Regions from separate parts of the Mus musculus genome. Here regions 1, 2, 3, 4 and 5 are each linked to region 6. The links are chromatin contacts, called in public Hi-C and promoter capture Hi-C maps. All regions are on one chromosome and are shown on one strand. Each heading gives the region's core, a stretch centred on a gene start, on an enhancer-like site or on the middle of the called end of the contact. The rest is flanking DNA. Distances are from core to core; before and after follow the strand shown.

The links. Promoter capture Hi-C pulls out the DNA fragments that hold promoters and counts their contacts. Hi-C and Micro-C count contacts between places; a contact is called where the count stands out from the background.
Region 1: a promoter capture Hi-C map of liver shows a contact between it and region 6, with 3 times the contacts expected there. The contact joins the promoter of Trp53rkb here to the promoter of Elmo2 in region 6. A contact is called at or near these places in 2 of 39 promoter capture datasets (both in liver).
Region 2: a contact with region 6 is called in a promoter capture Hi-C map of pre-B cells, with 6 times the contacts expected there. The contact joins the promoter of Ywhab here to the promoter of Elmo2 in region 6. A contact is called at or near these places in 3 of 39 promoter capture datasets (erythroid cells, liver and pre-B cells).
Region 3: a promoter capture Hi-C map of erythroid cells shows a contact between it and region 6, with 6 times the contacts expected there. The contact joins the promoter of Tomm34 here to the promoter of Elmo2 in region 6. A contact is called at or near these places in 3 of 39 promoter capture datasets (erythroid cells, liver and pre-B cells).
Region 4: a promoter capture Hi-C map of liver shows a contact between it and region 6, with 3 times the contacts expected there. The contact joins the promoter of Prex1 here to the promoter of Elmo2 in region 6.
Region 5: a contact with region 6 is called in a Hi-C map of B cells, with 6 read pairs. The contact joins the promoter of Ttpal here to the promoter of Elmo2 in region 6. A contact is called at or near these places in 1 of 39 promoter capture datasets (liver) and 1 of 484 Hi-C or Micro-C datasets (B cells).

Annotation. Positions count from the first base shown.
Region 1 is chr2:166,792,188-166,795,450 of GRCm38.p6, reverse strand. Trp53rkb (transformation related protein 53 regulating kinase B) reads right to left here and starts at 1,684. Exons shown (of 2, transcript NM_023815.4): 1 at 1,383-1,684; 2 at 1-69. The coding sequence starts at 1,638.
Region 2 is chr2:163,993,362-163,996,629 of GRCm38.p6, reverse strand. Ywhab (tyrosine 3-monooxygenase/tryptophan 5-monooxygenase activation protein, beta polypeptide) reads right to left here and starts at 1,433. Exons shown (of 6, transcript NM_018753.6): 1 at 1,265-1,433.
Region 3 is chr2:164,069,024-164,072,486 of GRCm38.p6, reverse strand. Tomm34 (translocase of outer mitochondrial membrane 34) reads left to right here and starts at 1,318. Exons shown (of 7, transcript NM_001291155.1): 1 at 1,318-1,574. The coding sequence starts at 1,448.
Region 4 is chr2:166,711,972-166,715,449 of GRCm38.p6, reverse strand. Prex1 (phosphatidylinositol-3,4,5-trisphosphate-dependent Rac exchange factor 1) reads left to right here and starts at 1,618. Exons shown (of 40, transcript NM_177782.3): 1 at 1,618-1,935. The coding sequence starts at 1,732. Gm46777 (a long non-coding RNA gene) reads right to left here and starts at 1,621. Exons shown (of 3, transcript XR_001783555.2): 1 at 1-1,621.
Region 5 is chr2:163,600,738-163,603,970 of GRCm38.p6, reverse strand. Ttpal (tocopherol (alpha) transfer protein-like) reads right to left here and starts at 1,657. Exons shown (of 5, transcript NM_181734.3): 1 at 1,557-1,657.
Region 6 is chr2:165,324,402-165,327,957 of GRCm38.p6, reverse strand. It overlaps Elmo2 (engulfment and cell motility 2), which reads left to right and starts at 1,479. Exons shown (of 21, transcript NM_080287.2): 1 at 1,479-1,540.

The DNA.
Region 1 (3,263 bases), core at 435-2,934, 1.5 Mb before region 6:
CTTCGATTTCTTCCATATATAAGCAGTTAGACGCATAGTCCACAAAGAAGACGACTGGGGCAGCTATCCCTGCAATGGACACACGTGGTTAGGGAGCGCATCTTCATGAAGGCCGGCTTCATGCACAGGCAGACAGTTTCTCAGCCTAAACCTGCTTTGGAACAGGGTTTAGACTACTGTGGAAAATGATACAATTTATCCAGAGCTTGCCCTGTTAAAGCCCTGCAGGACTACGGCCTGAGACCAGGCCAGGGTAAGTCTGGAAGTATCAAGGCTTGCTCCTCCTTTCTCAAGCCACCTGAGGACTGGAATTCATTGCTGCTCCCTAAAAACAAACAAAACAAGAAGCCAGAAGGAAAGCATCCTGCAGTCTGAGCAGTTTCTACCTGACAGTCACCAGGCAAGTGGCTAAGCAGGGTGTCACCTTACAGGCTCATCTGTGTTCTGGAACAGGCAGGTTCAAATCCCTTATTAGGCGTGAAACCTCAAGGTTCCCTTAGCTACTCTATGCCTCGGTCTCCACAACTGTAAAGTGGTAACAAAACCTCCAGTTAACGCCAGGAGTCTCTCCTGAATGTCAACCAGGTTCAGAACAGTTTCCTAGAAACTGGGGTACCAAGGTAGCCCCCACCCCTGTCTGGTAAAACTTACAAAAGGTAAAGGAGAATATATGAACACTTCTTTATAATTCCATTGCCCCTCTAGGGCAGAAAAGCACAGGCCTGTTCACTGCTGCGTTTCCCAGTCTCCTGGCACCTATCAACCACTAAGGAGAAAAGAACAGAGGTGTAAAAGCAGAGGCCACAGTTCTGGGCCACCAAGTCAGGCGGCCTGGTGGCTGTGAAACTTCTGGCCCTTTCCCCGTTTGTGTCTCAGTTTCTCAAGAGGACAAAACTTTTCCGTGGGGCTAGCAAATGGGTGTTAAAAATAGATGGGAGTTGTGCTAATCAGATCTCTGAGTTATAGATCTGCCTGGTCTACATAGTGAGATTCACGAAAGCCACAGCTACAATGAGACCCCCGTCTGGAAAAAAACAAAACCAAACAAACAAAACACGATTTCATGAAGTCTGACATTTATTGGATGTCATGCCAACATACACGTTTGTATAGGCCACTCACAACATCCCCGAGATGCGAACTCGACTATGACTTCCGATTAGAACTCGGGAAATTTAGGCAAGGCAACTCACAGAAGGGTATAATCTGAATTCAGAAAGCTAGCTCCAGACGCGCGCCTGGCAGGACAGATGCTTAAAACTACCCAGGGCGTTGTTATTTGGTCCGGACCCCCGGAACTCGGAGCCCGGTCTCTCCCGTCCCACCGGTCTCCCGCAGCCCTGTCTGTCCCGTCTCCCGGAGCCCCGTCCGGCCCCCCTCACCCGCACGGCGGCAGCGGAGCAGCGCGCGCGCCTCCTGCACCGTCCGCCGACGGCCGAGCCGCGCCTCCAGCTCCGGGTGCCGGTAACTCTTCGGGAAGCGGTGCTTCACCACGGCCGCGCGGCCCTGGAAGCGGCCACGGAAAACGCGCGCCTCGGCGCCCTGCTGCACCAGCTCTAGGCCGCTCAGGAAGAGGCGGCTCCGCTCGCGCGCCGCGGCCAGCGCCTCGGCCTCCGCCTCCGAGGACACACCAGCCATGCCTCCGACTCCTTCCGACCCTGACCGCGCCGCTTCCGCTCGCTTCGGAAATCCTCCGGCCTCTTCCGCCATGAACACCGCTCCCACAACACACTTCACCCTGCTAGTGTGGTTCCGCCTCGCGACCTTTCCGCGCTCAGCGGAGCCTCTCGGACCTGTAGACTTGGCCCTTCCCTGTAGACTTGGTTCCTGTCTGTATCCGTGTGCGCTCGGCAACTTTTAGTCAACAGCTTCTCTCTCTCTCTCTCTCTAGCTCTCTCAGGAAACTCGTTGGCGATGCTGTTGGGGATACTCTGCTCCTTTCTACTAGCATAGAAAAATCCTTTACTTTTTAAAGACCGGATCTCACTGTGTATCTCAGGTTAGCTTTGAACTTGTGATCCTCACACATTAACCGATGGAAACGTACTATGTAATCCAAGAGGGAAGGACAGACAGACTAGGCAAAGCTTTCTACCTGGTGATGCCAACCGATGTCAGCAGCCCACACCATCCCTTTGAGTTCCGGTTTCCTATTCTTCAGAATGAGGCTGCCTGGTTCTTCTGGGGTTGGGGCTTATCAGAATTTAACAAGAGCCTGATTACAAGATGCCGGTGGACAGAGGCCCTCTTCGCATGACTTCTGTGTAGGATAAAGGGCCAAAGAAAAAACACCTTGACCTTAACTAGACCTCAAGCCTAAAACCAGGGCCAAGAACAGAAATGCATCAATCACTGAATTGGCCCCAGAAACCCACCAATTCCTGAGCTGTTCCAAGCTCAGGAGTTGAAATCCCAGCAATCCTCACCCTGGAAATCTTTACCGGGAAAGCTCCCGCCATTCCCAAGAAACTCCATATAAACCCTGTCTGCTGCTCAGTTCGCTGCTGCTTCCGGCTTGAGCAGAGGCAGCCACCCTCCCAATAAATCTCTTGTGTGAGGTTTGTTGTGCAGTGTAACTTTGTGGTATTCCTTGACTCCCGATAGCCAGGATACCTCTCAGAGTAGCTTTGCTGAGGAACAGCTGTAACTTGGACTGGGGAAAACTTCCCAGACAGCAGCCGCCACAGCAGAGCTGTAACACTTCTATAGGGGAAGCCTTTCCCTTTAGAGCTGCAACACTCACACTCTGCCCTTCTTATTCCTGGAACAGAAGAGAAGCCCTTGGATCCCGGGTTGCTATGGCACCAGCATCTTGGCTCTGTGGTCCCTGGGTTTCGTTCATATTCATGACAGGTTCCTTTTCATCATCAGACCCTTTGTGTGGCAGGATGTGTTCTCCAGCAAAACACACCCAGAACCCGTTCCGTTTACATCCCCCAGTGCTCAAGTCTGTAGCTTCATTATCATAATTGTTTGTGTCCACACAGCCGTCTCTATGGTAACCAAACCCATCTGAACCCTTGCCTTAGAAATCTACTGTGCAAAGGTGCTGACCAGAGCCAGGCTTGCTAAGTCAGGCTGAGTTTAGCTCTGTAAACCTGGTTCAAACCTTTCAGTGACTCTGTACTGTGCTAAGAATTCAGACCTAAAACTTCATCAGCCCATATGGCCCTGCAGGGACCTCCTGCAACTCTTATAGATCCTTCTCTCACCAAACTATCTCCTATTCTCTGCAGAGCTGGGACAGAATGTTTGAGTATTGG
Region 2 (3,268 bases), core at 184-2,683, 1.3 Mb after region 6:
TTAAAAAGACTCGGGCAACCCAAAGAAATGGATTGCACTGGAGGCAGTCAAGAGAAATCCACCAAGATCCCAGTAATATTCGTATAAATTTCCAGCAGCTAGATGTGAGATGCTGAGTAAGCACGTGTTCAGTCCCATAAACTGTGTGTCTGTATGGTTTCACAGGAACACCTGAGATACAGTGAGAAATGTAATTTTCATATTCTCTTAAGCGCTACACCTTTCTGCACCGGCTCCCGGGATTTTAGAGATTTGTAACATCTTGCCAGATTCCACCTCCCACACCAGGCAAGTAAAATCAAGAGTCCAGTGCTATCTAGTCTCACCAGAGAAAATGTACTGAAGGCAAGGACATGAGCCATGCATTTTTACAGAGGTTGGCAAATTCTCACCAACGCTGCCACCTTTGGAATCCTCGATGCACGCATGTTCTCCATTTGCAACAGACCCAGATGCGCTCATCTTGCAAAAAAGGGTCCACATCTTGCCTACTCCTTCCTCAAACACTGAGGTTACTAGACAAATTTCAAACAATATATAACATATACACACACACACACACACACACATATATATATATATATGCCACAAAAAAGTGTATGGATGAATTTGGGGCATGGACACACGAGATTCTGGCAGTAAAAGACGACAAATATCAAGAGAAAAGACTCAATTCTCAGCCTGATCTTCCCCCACCCCATTGGGAATCCGGTTTGAGTCAGTGAAAGGTTCAGATAAATCCATTTCTTAATTCAAACCTCAACCCTGCTGTCAGGGAATCTCGGGTCCAGCTGGGTTTCCCACACCAGCGATGATGAAACAGCTTTACTGCAAAGTGGGAGAGGGATTCGCCCCAGCTGTCGCCAAGGTTAAACCCTTACTCATCCAGGGGAGTGCGGCAGGGGCGTCGCGGCTCGGGAACTCGCCCGCCTTCGACTAACATTTCAATTTTTGAAAGCCACAAAGAATGAGAGAGGTTGACAGGCCCAGAAGGATGGCTCGGGGCCCGAAGGGAGCAGGCAGGGGCGGCGCCGAGCAGAGATGGTGCCGGAGGGGGGGAGCCTGCGGCCCAGCGGTCCCCAGCCGCGCAGGCCTGGCCGCACCCCGTACGGCGCGCCGAGAGAGAAGCCCGGGCTTCCCGCGGAGGCGCAGGCCTGGCCGGAAGCGGGGAGGGGCGGCAGTAAGCCTGGCGGCGACAGTGAGCCTGGCCGCAGCCCGACAAGGGGCTTTGGGCTGGGGCCCCTGGGAGCCACGCCGCACTCACCGCGGAGGACTGGAGGGAGCAAAGGCGCTTCCGGGAAGATCAGAGGGCAGCGACTGCGTCCTTCCCGGGCTCACTCCTCAGGCGGGGCTGGCGGCAGCGGCGGTGGCAGCGACCGTAGGGGCAGTGGCGGCGGTGGCGGCGGCGGCTACCCGGCTCCGGAATCGGCGGCGGCGGTGGCGGCGGCGGCAGCTGCACTTCCGCTCTGGCCACCACTTCCGCTCTAGCCCAAGTCCCGCCCCACCCTGAGTCGATTCCTCATTGGGTGAATGAGGCACGGGGTTGCTCCGTCCTCCTGAAAAGGGCGGTGATAGCCAGGAGGAGGGGATGTCAGGGAGGACCAAGAGGGAGCGGTCGTGGGAGGACGCAGAGCCTGGGTGGGAGCGAGGAGGGGGCGGACGCAGGGAAAGGAAGTGGGGCGGGGGAGCAGGAAAAGGAGGAAGAAGAGAGGGCGGGGCCGAGGTGGCCGCCCCAGGGCTGGGATGTGTGAGAACAGGGCGGGCTCCGGGAGGGCAGGGTTCGGAAGCTTGGAGCGGTCTTGGTTGAGCCTAGGATCGTCTGTTCCTACCCAACCCTGAAAATAATTCTCACGGGGTCGGAGAGCCTAGCAGTGCTTTTAGCTGTGCGTTAAGGGAATGCTTGTAACTAAAGGAGAACAGACAGCCCTCCATTTTCAGTTAGTTCACCTTTCAGTCCTAAAAGGTACTTACTGTTCTTTTCCTAGACCAAGGACGCTTCATGAAGTACCAGGAACAGAACATTTCCAAGGTCTTAATAAAAACAGAAAAACAAAACAAAAAAACCAGTGTACATCAGTTCTTCGTTGAGATTCCCTGGTCCCCAAGTATCCTTCAAAGGGAAATCGTCAGAGACAGAACCCTGGGATCCCCAAACGGCTTTCAGTGTTACCTAAATTTTATTACTACTTCACTCAAGCCTGTTGACCCTTAAGTCTAGCCCTTCAAAATACCTCCACCACCACGCCTTCGTTCATTTCCCACAAATTCCGTGTGGCAATTTTCAGAGTGCTGGGGAGTACAGCAAGACTTGCGTCTTGAAGCTTACAGTTTTTAGAGAAAGAACAAAGTAATAGGCCTTTGTCATTTCTCCTTTTACCCTCACTTAGCTTAATGACAGACTTCAAATTCACCGCTTGACTCTCCAGCCCTGCCCCCATCAAGTACCAAATGATCTTTTCAATGTCATTCTGTGTCCGCTGCTTTGAAACCCATCGCTGATGGCTCCGACTTAATAGTTCCCTGGGCGAGACAATCAGAGCTCTGTCCTTACCCATTATCAGCACCCCAGTTCATTTATATAACTCCCCATCCTCCCAATGTACTGTTCCAGAATGAATAAACACTTTGAGTTAGCTGCTGTCTTAGCTAGGGTTTCTATTGCTGTGATGCTGGGGAGGAAAGGGTTTATTTGACTTACACGGCCAAATTATTCATTACCAAAGAAGTCAGGACAAGAACTCAAACAGGGCAGGAACCTGGAGGTAGGAACGGATGCAGAGGCCATGGAGGAGAGATGCTGCCTTGCTCAGCCTGCTTTCTTATAGAACTCAGAACCATACAAATCAGATTTCTATGGACAGAAAACTGCTGTCTACATTTCTATATGGTAGCTGGGACTATGGAGTGGCTGTCTACTTCAGATTGGGTGTGTATACACAGACTTTCTAGGGTATAAAGGTCATTTTCAAGTCTTTTGTACAGACATTTGTTCTTTAGATGCAGACCACATCAGTCCTGAACCAAGTACAACAACTTTTAACTTGAATGAGATTAAGAGTGCATTGTGTAGGGCTGGCGAGATGGCTCAGTGGTTAAGAGGGCTGACTGCTTTTCCGAAGGTCCAGAGTTCAAATACCAGCAACCACATGGTGGCTCATAACCATCCATAATGAAATCTGATGCCCTCTTCTGGTGTGTCTGAAGACAGCTACAGTGTACTTACATATAATAAATAAATAAACATTAAAAAAGGGTGCATTGTGTAATA
Region 3 (3,463 bases), core at 69-2,568, 1.3 Mb after region 6:
TATTCACTGTATTCATCTGTATCCATCTGTATTCACCCACTAAATAAGTTTTATGGTCCACAAGATGCCAGGCGCTTTCCAGCTTTCTGGAATCCTGATCCCGACATCTCAGGTTTCAGCTGATTCTCTGCCTCAGAGGCTCTCTGTGGCCTGCTCAGGTTTAACAGCCTCCACAGGGGTATTTCCTATTGTTTGCCTTCCCCAATCTCCAGGTTCTCCCAGCATCCCTCAGTGCCTACCTGCCATGCCATGCCCCCACCCCTGAACTTTAAGCCCAGAGGCTGGGCTGCCCTTCCCCCAGAGGCTCCTCCCTATATAATCCAGACACTTTGGTCTGCCCTTCTTTTCTCTCTATGCATAAGTGCCCTCCTTCTTTCTTTCTTTCTTTCTTTCTTTCTTTCTTTCTTTCTTTCTTTCCCCCTCCCACCCCCCGCCCCCCCCCACCCCCGTCCCCATGGCGACTTCCCTGGCCTCCTCCTTTGGGACCGGTGAACTTGCCCGAAAGCAGCTTCCCAATAAACCTGCCTTTACTATAATCTGGTTTAAATTGGCTCATTTCATCGGCAACGGAGAAATAACCTATCACCTATAACATCATTGTGTTTTCTTGGTTTTGTTTTAAAACAGGAGCTCAGCTATACTGTCCTTGGCCTCCAAAGTGGTGGAACTGCAGACCTCAACTTTGGATTATGTTGCTTCAATTTTTTTTTTAAGTGCATTATATTCTTTTGTGCGTATAAAAAATTTTCATCATTCTCACTCTATCCTATACAGTCCTCGAGGGTGCCTTAGACTTCCACACGTTTGCATCATCCCGCTCTTTGCTTCTTTATAGTATTAAGATCTTGACGAGCCGGGCGTGGTGGCACCCGCCTTTAATCCCAAAACTTGGGAGGCAGAGGCAGGCAGATTTCTGAGTTCGAGGCCAGCATGGTCTACAGAGTGAGTTCCAGGACAGCCAGGACTATACAGAGAAACCCTGTCTCGAAAACAAACAATCTTGACAAAAAGTATGTTTTCTCTTGGTCGTGGATTAATTGCTTCCCAGGTCCAACGGAGGGAAGATAGTCTGCCTCCTTCGGTGATTCAGCTGTCGCTTCAGCACTGGAGTGCCAGCCACCATCTTCAAACTTGTTGACCACGAGTTCCAGACAGAGCTCACGCCAAAGGCCTTGTTTCTCAACGCCCCCGCCTCCGACCCTCTTAGCTCCGCCCTTCCCTGGCCCCGCCCCTGGACAAGGAAGAGCGGCCGGACAGAGCTAAGGGCTTGAGCCCACTCTTCCGGCCGCTTAGCTCCGCCCCGTCTAGCCCCGCCTCGTCTGGCCCCGCCCCTCAGGGCCGGTCCACAGTGGGCCTTAAAGGCACGCAGCCCTAGCTTCCGGGTGGAAGCTGTTGCGCACCACTTAGCTGGGAAGTGCGTTGCTCCCTGTTTCCCAGCCCACCCGAGATGGCCCCCAAAGTCTCGGATTCCGTGGAACAGCTCCGCGCTGCCGGCAACCAGAACTTCCGCAATGGCCAGTACGGCGAAGCCTCGGCGCTGTACGAGCGCGCACTGCGGCTGCTGCAGGCGCGAGGTAGGAACCCGCCCCACGTTTCCCTCCGGGCCTGCGTCCTCCACCCGCATCCCCGCACCGGGCCTCCCGTTGGCCCAGCCTCCCTGGTTTTCCCTTCCCCGCGTCCAGCCGCCGCACCAGGCCCTCCCAGGGCTTGACCCCGCGATTCTTTCCGTCCCTGGCCGCCTAGCCGCGGCCCGGTCTACCATCACCACCCCCCACCACCCCCAGGCCAGTCGGCTGCGGGCCTTAAGGGCACGCATCCGCTGCTTCCACCCGGAAGCTGTTGCGCACTCCTCGGCGGGGAACGGAGGTGGTCCTTGTTTGCCGGCCTCCCGGGATGGCCCCCAAACTCTCAGACTCTGTGGAAGAGCTCCGCGCAGCCGGCAACCAGAGTTTCCGCAACGGCCAGTACGCCGAGGCTTCGGCGCTGTACGAGCGCGCGCTGCGACTGCTGCAGGCGCGAGGTAGGAACCCGCTCCCCCGTTTACCTTCCGGGCCTGCAGGCATCCTGCACCCGCATCGGCGCCCTGGACTAAGTGTTGATCCTGTCCTCTGGGTCTTTCTTTTCCCCGGGCCATCTGCCGCACCAGCCTCTACCACCACGCCCCCGCATATAGCTAGCGCACCTGTCCGCCCCTCATGTACTCATTTTAAAATTCAGTTGACTTTTGTATATTGACTGAATGTGGCTGGCGAGATGGGGTCCTTTCAAGGATAGAACTTCCTGGGGCCAGTTGTCTTACATTTGTAAGTAAAGGAGACCTCTGAGATTAGAACTATTAATACAAAGTAATGTGATAAGGTTGGATCCTTTAGAAAGGAAGTCATGGGCAACTTCTCAAGAGATATTTGAGATGTCCCTGAGTTGAGTGTCTAATGCATGCCAGGTGCGGAGACCCATCAGATACACTAAGCAGCATAAGCTATTAATGAGACAATTTAAGACAGGAAGTACACAAAACCTTAATTGTGTTGGTGCTTTAAACCCTCCAAAGAGTTGGGATTTTATCCCCTAATTGGAAGAGTTTTAAACAAAAGAACAGCATATTAACAATGCTCCTAACCTTTGCCCGAAGTTTCAGAAGCTTTGACATGAAGACAGCCTTGAGTCCCACTTTCTCTGAGTCCTCATTCTCATTTTCTCTCTTTCCTTCTTTTTTTATCTTAAAGATTTATTTACTATTATATGTAAGTACACTGTAGCTGCCTTCAGACATTCCAGAAGAGGGTGTCAGATCTCATTACGGATGGTTGTGAGCCACCATGTGGTTGCTGGGATTTGAACTCATAACCTCTGGAAGAGCAGTCAGTGCTCTTACCCGCTGAGCCATCTCACCAGCCCCATTCTCATTTTCTTGACCAGTGTTTGTTGCGTGGTTTTCTGTGCTGGATGTTATCTTTGTTTATCTTCACTATGACCAGATCAACCTGTAGATGAGGAATCCCAAAGAATTCATTGCCTTCCTAGGATGACACAGTGCAGATTGTTAGACCCAGAATTTGAATATAGTCATCTGATTTCTGAATCTGGTTTTATTTGTGGTCATGGGGTGGGGTTAATGTGCCAGAGGTGGCATCCCCGTGGAGCTGGAGTTACAGGTGTTGTGCACTGCCTCACGTGGGTGCTGGAAGCTACACTCTGGCCTTCTGCAAGATCAGTGTATGCTTTAAACCCCTAAACCATCTCTCCAGCCCCCTGAGTCCAAATTTTTAATCATTACCTAGACTAATTCATAAATCCTCCTTTTTAGACCTTTTATGGGTTGAAGCTATGCATGGGTACACACACACACACACACACATCCTGTTGTTTTCTCTGGAAACCCTCTTAGGCTGCTCCCACTATGTCAGTCCCACATCTTGAAGTTGCTGGGGACACTAAGGTGGCTGTTTCCCTCTCAGCCCCC
Region 4 (3,478 bases), core at 369-2,868, 1.4 Mb before region 6:
CTAATCCTGGGTTTGTTCCCTCAGACTCTCATCTTACAGATTAAAAAAAAAAAAATGGAGCTTCAGAAAGGTGAAGTGTCTTGGCCAAGGTCACCCAGGCAGCTGGATTTGGCTGGCTCGTGACTGCTACCAGCTAGCGAGTAATGATTTCAAGACAGGGCCCACTGAAACCCAAAAAGGTGCTGGATCTAAGGACAGAAGCAGTGTTATGTCTGGAAAGCTCAGAAACAAGAAGATAATGATTCTTTGGAAACACTCACTCCATGACCAATACCTGATGGGCTCACCCTTTTACATCCATTTACCTAGGATACCTTGCCCACATCAAATGTCACGGTGCCCTAGGCCCCAAAGGAACAGGGCCAGGGGTAGCAGGAGCTACCACAGTCTCTCCTCTATCCTTGTGCAAAAGACTGTTTTACTTCAAGGCCCCAGAGAACTATTCTAGGCATCTTGAAGGGAAGTAAATAGAGGACAGTGCTCCTGCCCCAGAAATGATGACACTCCACAGAGGCTATTTTGTGAAACAGGGACTGACTCCATAGGAGATAATAGATCTGAGGCGGGGCAGGTAGGGATTGAACAAGCAGTTCAGAGGCCCGGTCAAGAGGGCAGTTGACAAAGGCAGGAATAATTAAGAACGAAGATAAGACTTTCTAGGGTGTTAAAATCACTTTCCAGGGACTATGGCTCAGCCGTATGCTGGTCCCTAAGAGTTAGGTGTTACTGTTCTTCCCCTTGTACTGTGAGGCAAACGGAGGAGCTTTAGGTGGGATGGGGGTGCTGACCAAGGTCATCAATGAGGGGCTGAACCCCAGAGGCTGACTCGGGTCCCAATGCCTCTCGAGGGTAAAGGGGGGTTAGCACGTTAACTGAACGTTTGAAAGATCAAGGTCACACAGAACAGCCTGTCGGCTGGCAGCAAAATTCCCATTTTGGCTTTATCTCTGGTGGGTACGAGGGCGGCTTCCTGCAACGGTCTCGTCCAAGTGGGCACCTTTGCTTAGGGATGGGGAGCGCTGGGACAGTAGGCGCAGAGCTCCGACGGAAAGAGAAACAGAAGTAAGGACAAAGATGCAGCTAGAGTTCTTCCAAGGTCACCGTAAGCCGAGGGCATGAGCGGCCGTGTTGGTGGGGGCGTCGAGCTGCTCTTCCGGGCGTCAGGAGATGCGCGTGGTGGTCGCTGATCCGGCTCCAGCAGATCACCCACGGGGCACTCCTTACGGGTGGATGGCGCGAGCTGCTCTTGCAGAACTGCTGAATGGGTCTTGGCCTACAGACTCAGCAGAACCACGACCTGACTGGGGTCTGGGGCGACGCATTTCCAGCCCCAAACTCTGACTGTGCGGCGCGCGCACGAACCGGCTCTTGGCCGACGCTCCCTGGAAGCCGGGAGGGGGCTCCGCCCAATCCCCGCCCAATCCCACCAGACTCCGCCCCAGCTCAGTCCATTCTCCATTAGTCCCCGCCCAGTTTCCGCATGAGGTGCCGCCCCACCCCGTCCATTTTCTACAAAGATCCCCGCCCACTAGCAGATTGACCCCGCCTCCTTCCCCGCCCATCGCTCAGCCCTCTCTACCAAGGCCCCGCCCATACACCATGACCCCGCCCAGGTCCCGCCCCCGCTCCGCCTGCCCCGGGCCCGCTGAGCGGCGCCTGTCCGGGATGCGGAGCCCGGACGCCTAAGCCGCGGCGCGACCTCGGCGCGGGAAGTTCGGGCGCCGCGCGGCTATGGAGGCACCCGGCAGCGGTGGTGGTGACGGCGGCGGGGACCCAGGCGGGGACGGTGCGCATCCCGATGCTCGCGGCCCCGTCTCCGGGCCGTGCGCGGCCGCCCGCGACTCGGAGCGCCAGCTGCGCCTCCGTCTGTGCGTACTCAACGAGATCCTGGGCACCGAGCGCGACTACGTGGGCACCTTGCGTTTCCTGCAGTCGGTGAGCTCCCGCCACCTGTGGCCGGCCGGCCCGCGTTGCGCTTTTGTCTGTGGCTCCCCGCCTTGTGCATAGTTTGAAATGGTTACATCCGCGCGGCCGCTGCCCGGGGCCGCCCCGCTGGGGGGCCAGTGTAGGGAGAAGCCCGGGTAGGGGCTCCTTAGCTGCACCGGGGACCCTGGGCTCCGTAGCCTTGCCCCAGCTCGAATTGCACAGTCAAAGCCTTAGACTGCAAAACAGCGTCCGAGTGCGTCTGTGTACCACGCACCTTACACTGGTATCAGCAGACTGTGCCGTTACCGGGCTCATCAGTAGGTTATATTTTCTGATCCTTAAGATCAGGGAAGAGTTCGGCTCCAGAGAGGTTGAGTCCCTTGCTCTGGATAGTTCTGCAGGCTACGTCGTAGGGTTGGATGCAGGGCGGTGACCCAGGGCAGCCCTGCGGGGGCTTTAAACTCCGGTACGTAGTTGCCCTGGTGTCTCTAGTGAGAATGAGGAAGGGGCCACTTCCCTACCCTCCTAGGAAGTGAGAAAACTGGAGGGGGTGGGAAGGGCTGGTCTTAGAGACCTGAGGGCTTTAATCTCCGTGCCTCCTGCTGGGGCCGCTTTAACTCCCTTCTTGGGTTGGAGGAAGTCTTAACCCTGCTTCAGGAAGGCGTGCGTTTGTGTGTGTGTGTGTGTGTGTTTCAAGAGACCCCCAATCACACTGGAGTTCTCTCCATCTGGGAAAAAGAAACACTCAATGGCTTAAGGATGCAGGGGAGTCTGTGTGAGGTCGGGGGGGGGGGTTCCCACTGAGGGAGGAGGGAGTACGAAGTTGGGGGGGGGGAAGACGCTGTGTGGAGGCATTGAAAGCCCTTTGGCCCAAGGATCCTTCTGGAAAGGCCTGTGAGAATAAGACAGGGTTGGCTTTCTTTCCCATCTCTTCCTCTCTCACAGTTGAGAAGGGGGTGGGGGAGAGAGAGAGAGAGAGAGAGAGAGAGAGAGAGAGAGAGAGAGAGAGAGAGAATCGGGTAGGGCTTGAAGCTGGCAGTTTCTAAATGAAAGAGGCAGCCACTCTGGCATTGCTGAGCAATGACAGATTCTAGGGAACTCCTCACTTCCCCCTCGCAGTGACTGAGCTGCTCAGCCTTAAAAAGAAACAGGAAATCTAAACTAGTTTTTATATTAATGGGGGAAAAAAAACAAAACCCACTCCCCCATGTGTGCCCCTGGCTGTTGTGCTAGGTTGACTGCGGTTTTAAATCGTCCCTACGGAGACGGGGCCGCTAGGATAATGGAAATTGATTAGAGTCCACATTCTTAGAATTAAAGAAACCAGGGGGGGAAAAGTTTTCTCTGACTTTCATGTCATCCCAGGACACCTGTCGTTTGTGGACAGCCATTGTTGTGTGACTGGGGCATTCTGAGATGAGCCAGACAGACATTATTGTGTCTTGGGACACCGTTGCTTCCTGTGTTGACCTCGGTTTCCCCACGTGTACAAGAGCAGGGGACCCCAGGCTGCTTTTCTGCCTTGCCCTTACTTGGGTCCCCAAGCCAGTGC
Region 5 (3,233 bases), core at 408-2,907, 1.7 Mb after region 6:
TCCAGGTGAGAGGGGACAGTGTATGTGAACTGACTCCTGACTGTCTGAGCTGCTTGGGTGTGAGCTCTGTGGACTAGCACATCTCCCATTCTTGACATGTGTGTAGGTAATCAGTGTGTGATAGTCAGGTCTTGTGCATTAACCTGAATGTAGCACCTAAAAAGCTATAAGACATATAGGTCCCACATCATAAATATTTTATTTTAATGTACTTTTACAGAGGTGTGCTGAGCAAGGGATGGGACAATCTTGATCTCACGGGATCTGCCCTGGGCTGTTTCCATGGCAACTTGTTTCCAACAGGTAGGTGCCTAGAATCCTAATTCATTGCCTGAGATTGACCGCGGTGCCACAGACTATAGAACTAGCCCCAAAGGCCCTCTCCTTTCTCTCCTCCATTTACCAGGGAGGACAAACTAATAATCCACATTCTTAGACTATCTCACACATCTGACACTCTCTGCATGAAGGCTTCTCTCCATGTTAGCTGCCAAGGCCCAACTGCGATGGGATCTAGTCTGTAAATCCCCGCTCCATCCCCCCCCCCCCCCGCCCCCTTCCTCAGGGTGAGTTCCTCCAGGTTTCTACAGCCCTGGGTTCCTATTCGTCTTTAGAAACTTTTACTTAGTGTCACAGGTGTCTACAAGGAACTCTTCTGGGTCAGTTCCCACCCAGTCATTTATCAAAGAATTACTGATGGCCTCCTGTACCTGTCAGGCACTGTGCTGACAGATGCTAGGGACACAGCAGAAAACAATAACGCCTTGCCTCGTGCGGTTTACATCATGGACTGATGCAAAGAGGTCCTACAGGCTGAGGGTTCTGCTTTGAATCAAGCTCCCCATTGTACATCTGTTTCTTTATTTCTTCCTGGGCATTTGTTGCTGGAGATAAACCCCAGGGCCTTGCACATGCAAGGCACCACTCTCCCACTGAACTACACTGTCGGCTCCACATTTCATCTTCACAATAACTGAGCGTGCTGATTATCGTCAGTTGCCACTTTACAAAGGAGGGAACTGACCTCCTACAATGTGAATCATCACTACAGGCCAGAGAACTTGCCTGTGGAGTCACCACAAGACCCAGTGCCGGCTCGCGACAGCACTCCGTCAACATCAGGGGAAGTACGGCAAGCCCTGTCCAGTGAGGCAGAGCGAAGAAGGGTCAAGCCCCACCCTGGTCTCATCATCTCTATCTTCCACCTGCAGCTTCCTGCTGTATCCCCAAGGGCTCAGCAGTGGCTGTCAGCCTCGACAACGACGTGATGGACAGGAAATAAAGCCTGACACCCTCCCCACCTGGAGCCATCTCTCTCTCCGGGGCATCCCCTCTCGTCCACAACAACAGGAGGCAGGAAGCCATCTCTCTCGGAGCCCCAGAGACCTGCGAGCCGCTGACAGCGTCCCAAGGCCCCTACTTCCGGTCTTCGCCCCCTCCCCAGGTGTCCCCATTTCCTGGGGTCTCCCGCCCCTCTGGCCCACTTCCGGCGATCTCGCCCTCTCCGGTCCCTATCTCTGGCCCCTCGGCGCACACCCGGGCTCGTGGGCACTCACCAGCCCGGCGGCGGGCGGAGCGCGGGTCACGGCGGCAGGAGCCTCGGCTGGCAGCGCGCGCAGAACAGACCCGCACTCCCCGGCCGGCCGGCCCGGCCCTCGCGCCGGAAGTGACGCTCGAGCCGCGTGTAGGCGGCGCCCATCCGGGAATGCGCATGAGTGAACTTTGTAGTGCTGACTTGGGGCTTGACACCACCTGGTGGCCCCGGCTGTGCAGCTGAGTTGGGTTTCGGGTGGGGAAACTGAGGCCTCGGGGAGGGAAGCTGGAACACACTGCCATATGCCTAGTGTTCTACATCATTTTCTCATTAAATTGTCTTTTTATTTATTTATTTTCATTTTATATATATATATATATTTTTTTTTTTCAATCCCCCTGCCTGCTGTGACCTCTAGAGAAGCGGCAAATCAATGCAGAAACCAGCTTCAGACCTAGACCTCAGGCTTATCATTTGCAGAACTACTCTGTCCTCAGCTGATGTCTGGACTGGCTGCCTGTGTCAGTATGCCATCAGCTGAGCCGCTTTGGCCAAGTGCACTAGCCTCTTCGCCTCTATTTCTTCGTGAATAACGATTCTTGCCCTGGACCCCGACTCAGAAACTACTTGTTTCCTGCTCTGGGGCTCACAATGTTGTCTCGAGACAGCAGTAGTTTGAAAAGGAGTTTATTAACTCCACATCTGACCCATTTACTAGCCTCACCACACATACCCATGGTTTGTGCAACTGTAATTTCGAGGCAAATCTCTTTTAGGTAGAATAAGGACAACAGACCATTTCTAGAGAGAAATTTCGTCGGTCTAAGAAAATGTCATATTCAAAGGGATAACCTTAAGTCCCTCATCCTTTCCCTACCTTATGAATAAGTGGAGTCCTAGAGTGGTGGGAAGTGACCTTCAAGGACATAAGGACACAATGGATTTTGCCAGATGTCAAACTAAATATGTGAGAGGGGTTCGAGGTACCCTGGGAATTCTGAGTTATGTTTATCTGTTTTGTTTGTTTTTAATAGAGGGTGCCTTTGTAGACCAGCTGGCCCCCAACTCATGACTCTTGCGCCTTGTCTTCTGAGACAGTGAGTGTGTGCCGCCACCCCAGGTTACAAGTCATGAGACTTGCAGTCCTCCCTTCTCTCCAGTCACCAGCTTCTAGGCTGCCAAATAAAATATAGAACTCTCAGTTAAATTTGAATTTCAGATAAACAAAGGTCTATTTTTAAGACTAGGTTCCTTATGTAACATTTGGGACACATACTTTAGAAATGTTTGTTTCTCAGAAACTCACATTTAAATAGGTGTCCTGTCCCCCGTCCGCGCCCCCCCCCCGCCCAAATCTAAGTGTTAGTTTCCTGTTCCATTTATAACAAATTACTACATAGTGACTTCAAATAACACAAATGTATTTTGTTGCTTTGCTAAAGACACCGGGGAGCTGGGAAGGCTGCTGTCTCTCTGGGTACTGGTTCTCTTTTCCAACTTGCAGAAGCTACTGAGCTACTGGTATTATTTGGTCCATGGTCTTCCCCACATCACTCCGACATCTTGCTTCTGTTGTCACAACGGCAACTGACTGAGTCCTGAATACCCCCTCTGTGTTCTCTCTCCCTCTCTCTCTTTCTCTCTCTCTTTCTCTCTCTCTTTGTGTGTGTGTGTGAGTGAGAGAGAGAGAGAGAGAGAG
Region 6 (3,556 bases), core at 230-2,729:
CTTTGGTTTGTCATTGGTGCCTTAGGGGGAGGGGAAATGGGGACACATCTGTTTAAACGTCCCTGCAAACACCCTGTTTCAAAATAGGCAGCAAACAAAGAAATAAACAACCCACCACAAAGAGGATGCTCACAAGACTACGGAGGACAATAAGAGATAATAATGTGAATCTGATAGGGTCGTATGAGGCTCCCACAGAGCAGCAAAGGACCTGGGGTCCAGAATGGTGCTGCAGACAAGGGTGGCTACCCTATGTTCCAGCGTAAAGCTATTTTGGAACACGGCCATATGCTTTATCCTGGGTGGCTTTCGATAAAACAAAGACAGAGACTGGCTGGAAGCAGGCAGTATGTGAACCTATTGGAAGTGTGACTGGCCGGCCCCTGCACAGGCCTTATTAGCACTGTGATTGTGGGAGGGGAGCTTTGCTTCCTGGGCACCATCCTGTTCACCAGCTGATAAGAATCCGCTTCAATTCAATTCAATTGCAGGAGTCAATGTAACTGTGCCTGTAAAACTGCTTCAAAGACAGTAAAAGGTAGCCATTATTTCCATCTCTCTGCTGAGCGGCCAGCCGAGTCTCTACAGAATGGATAACAAAATGTCTGTCTTCTGGCATTGTCCTAAGGATCTGCTAAGAGAAATGATTAAAAAAAACAAAATTTGGAGTTAAACAGGGAGATAGCGTCTTGCTGTATAGTCACCGGTTGTATAGTTAGTTGGTCCCATAAGACCCCTAGTCTTTTCTTCTGCAACTGGGGATCGCATACTAGCCCTCCCTACCAGCCTGCTGTGAGCTTTAAGGGAGATGGCAGGAGTGAGTCCTTGGCGCTGTGCCCGGCCTTGTTAGATCCGCAGGTGCGGTGACGAACGCCACCTCCCACGGATCCCTACCAACAGCACAGCTGAGCTGTACCCCTCTGCCTCTGCTCAGCGCCCACGGTCAGCCCTGGGTGCCGGTATAATTAGCTCCATCTCCGTAGTGAGCAGCCGCGGCTGCTCATAGCCTCTGACACGACTGTCACCTCCCACTCAGTTCCCTAAATCAGCTATTCCCATCGTTGAGTCGGATCAGGTGAGCATCACCAGAGGATAGCTTGCTCCTTACAACAATGGGTCTCAAGGACCCAGAGCGCGCCCCCTCCCCGCCCCTCCAACCTCCTTCACCCGGAGGCTGTGTACAGAAATAAAAGAGAAAAAAAGTTTGGGTGGGGAGCAGCCTCTAGTGTCTGCTGGGAAATCACGTTCCTTTAGACCCAATAGCCTGCAGAAGAATGGTAGTCTGTCTCTTTAAGAGGCCTCCGCGGAGGGGAGGGGCCAGCCGGCGTCGCTCCAGCCCGCGCCCTCAGTTAGGCCCGCCTCCCTTTTATTGACAGACAAACAACCCAGTGAAAGCGAGACTTTTCATCTTGACAGCAAAGCGGAGCAATAGAAGCCCGGGCCGCCCTTCGCAGGGCGGGGCTTCAGGAGGGCGGGGCAGACGGGGCCAGTGGAGCGGCGGCGGGACGCGGGCGCGGAGCTGGGCCTCGGCGGGTGCCGGGTGAGTGAGGGACGCTCGGGGCTCGAGGCAGAGAGACAGAGTGTTGAGGGTTGGGAGCCGGGGACCGAGGTTGGGGTTGAGGCGGAGGGCAGCGTCTGCCCGACCTCCAAGCCCGGGCACGGTGCCGATCCGGTAATCCCCCTGCGGTCGGTACCGGCCCTCTTTCCTTCTCCACTGCCCGGCTTCGGTCCAGGCCGCTCTCATTCGCTTCTTCCCGCAGCATTGCAATGCCCGGGGTGCTCCGGTGCTGGTTTCCACCCTCCCCTTTTTCCGGGCCCTGCAGATCTGGTCCTTCGCCGCCCTCCCTAGGCTTAGGCTGCTCCCGGCCTGGTTCTGTTCCTTCTCCATCCCTCGCTCTGGCCACCCTCAGAGTCCGCCGCCCCTACGTCTAGTCTAGTAAACTTTTTTTCATCTTCCCAGTCTTCCTTCCGAAGGCTTCCGGGGTCCCGAGTTCTGACCCTGGTGCGACACTCTGAACATTCTGGTGTCCCTACACATCAGTAGCTTTCAACAGTTTGAAAGTGTTGATTGACGTCTGCCTGTCCCAGCAGGTAGGAATGCCCAGGAGGAAGAAGACCTTACCTGATGTTGCTCCATGCACCCACAGCGTCTCAGCAGGCCAGACACTATAGATGTTTACTAAATGAATGAACGAAGGGCTAGAGTTTGCCTGGGGGATGCAGCCGCAGCCCCTGACATCCCATCTGTTGTGGGTGGAAGCCACCTTTTGGAATGCTTTCTGTGTGCCGGGCACTAGGCCAACCTGGGCTCTCCAAAAGAGAAATAATGCAAGTCACATTTGTTAATTAAACTTTTCTAACAGTCACATCTCAGGAATGTAAAATATGTAAGTGGAATAATTTACTCATGCTTTAGTTAATACATTTCAGATTATAATTAGGAATTCACATAACCAATGTAAAATCACGTTAATGGAGTTGTTGACTGTTTGTGTGTGTGTGTGCTAACTTCTTGAGCTCTGGTGTGCCTCACTCTTGGGACAGCACTTCTTGCTTCTCAGAAGAAGCACGGCAGCCATTTGTCAAGTGGTCGGTCAGTAACCACATTGCTAGGGTGGCTGCCTTGGCTGTGAAGTGCTCAGTAGTGTGCAAATGTGAGGGCGTTTAGTTCGAGTTGTGGTCTTTTGAGGAGACTATCATTATTTGCATTTACAGATTAAAAATAGCAAAGATCCTAAAAGAGTTTACCTGCCCAGATTCATTCTACCGTTTGGAGCAAAAGAGACAGGGCTGGTTCAAGAAGGGGTTTCTCTGTGTAGCCCTGGCTGTCCTGGAACAATCTCTGTAGACCAAGCTGGCCTCTGATTAAGGGCATGTTCTACCATGCCCAGCTTGTCTGTTGCTCTTGAATCTTGTTATTCTTTTTATGTTTGATGCTGCTTCTAAGAGGTGCCAAGAAAGTTTGGGGTGCAGGGTATGAAGACTAGACTGCTTTTAAAAATGATGATACCAGTATTTAGCATACTCTGACACGCTCTGTGCCTAGGTCATATCTTCCTGGGTGGCTCACGAGCAAACATAGGTAAGAAATACCTGCCCTGGGTTTGGAGGTATGCACCGGTAGCCAGAGCACTGTAAAGGCTAGCTAGGGCAGAAGGATCCCTTGAATACAGGAGTTCAAAACCAGCCTGGGCAGTGGAGTGAGACTCCAGCTCAAAAAGAAAAACCCACCAGGCAAGACCTCCTCTGACCAAGTCACCGACGATCCCTTGGCTCACCCACCCGCATTAATGCATCCTGGTCCCAGGGTTGGAGCAGAAAACCTGTGGCCTGTAAGAGCTCAGAGATGCTGGGGATACTGGGACTGGAGTTGCCAGCAGGGCGGGTTAATTCTCAGTCGCTCCACAAGGGAGTTTTCTCCATGAGGTCAGTACTTGGCCCCTTGAGGCCCCTTGGACAGTGAAGTGACAGCCCTAGTCTTCAGGATGCCCAGGGTGGTCTTGGAAAGACAAGATCATGTTTCGTAAGAGGACGAGCATACGTGTAGGAAAGCGCA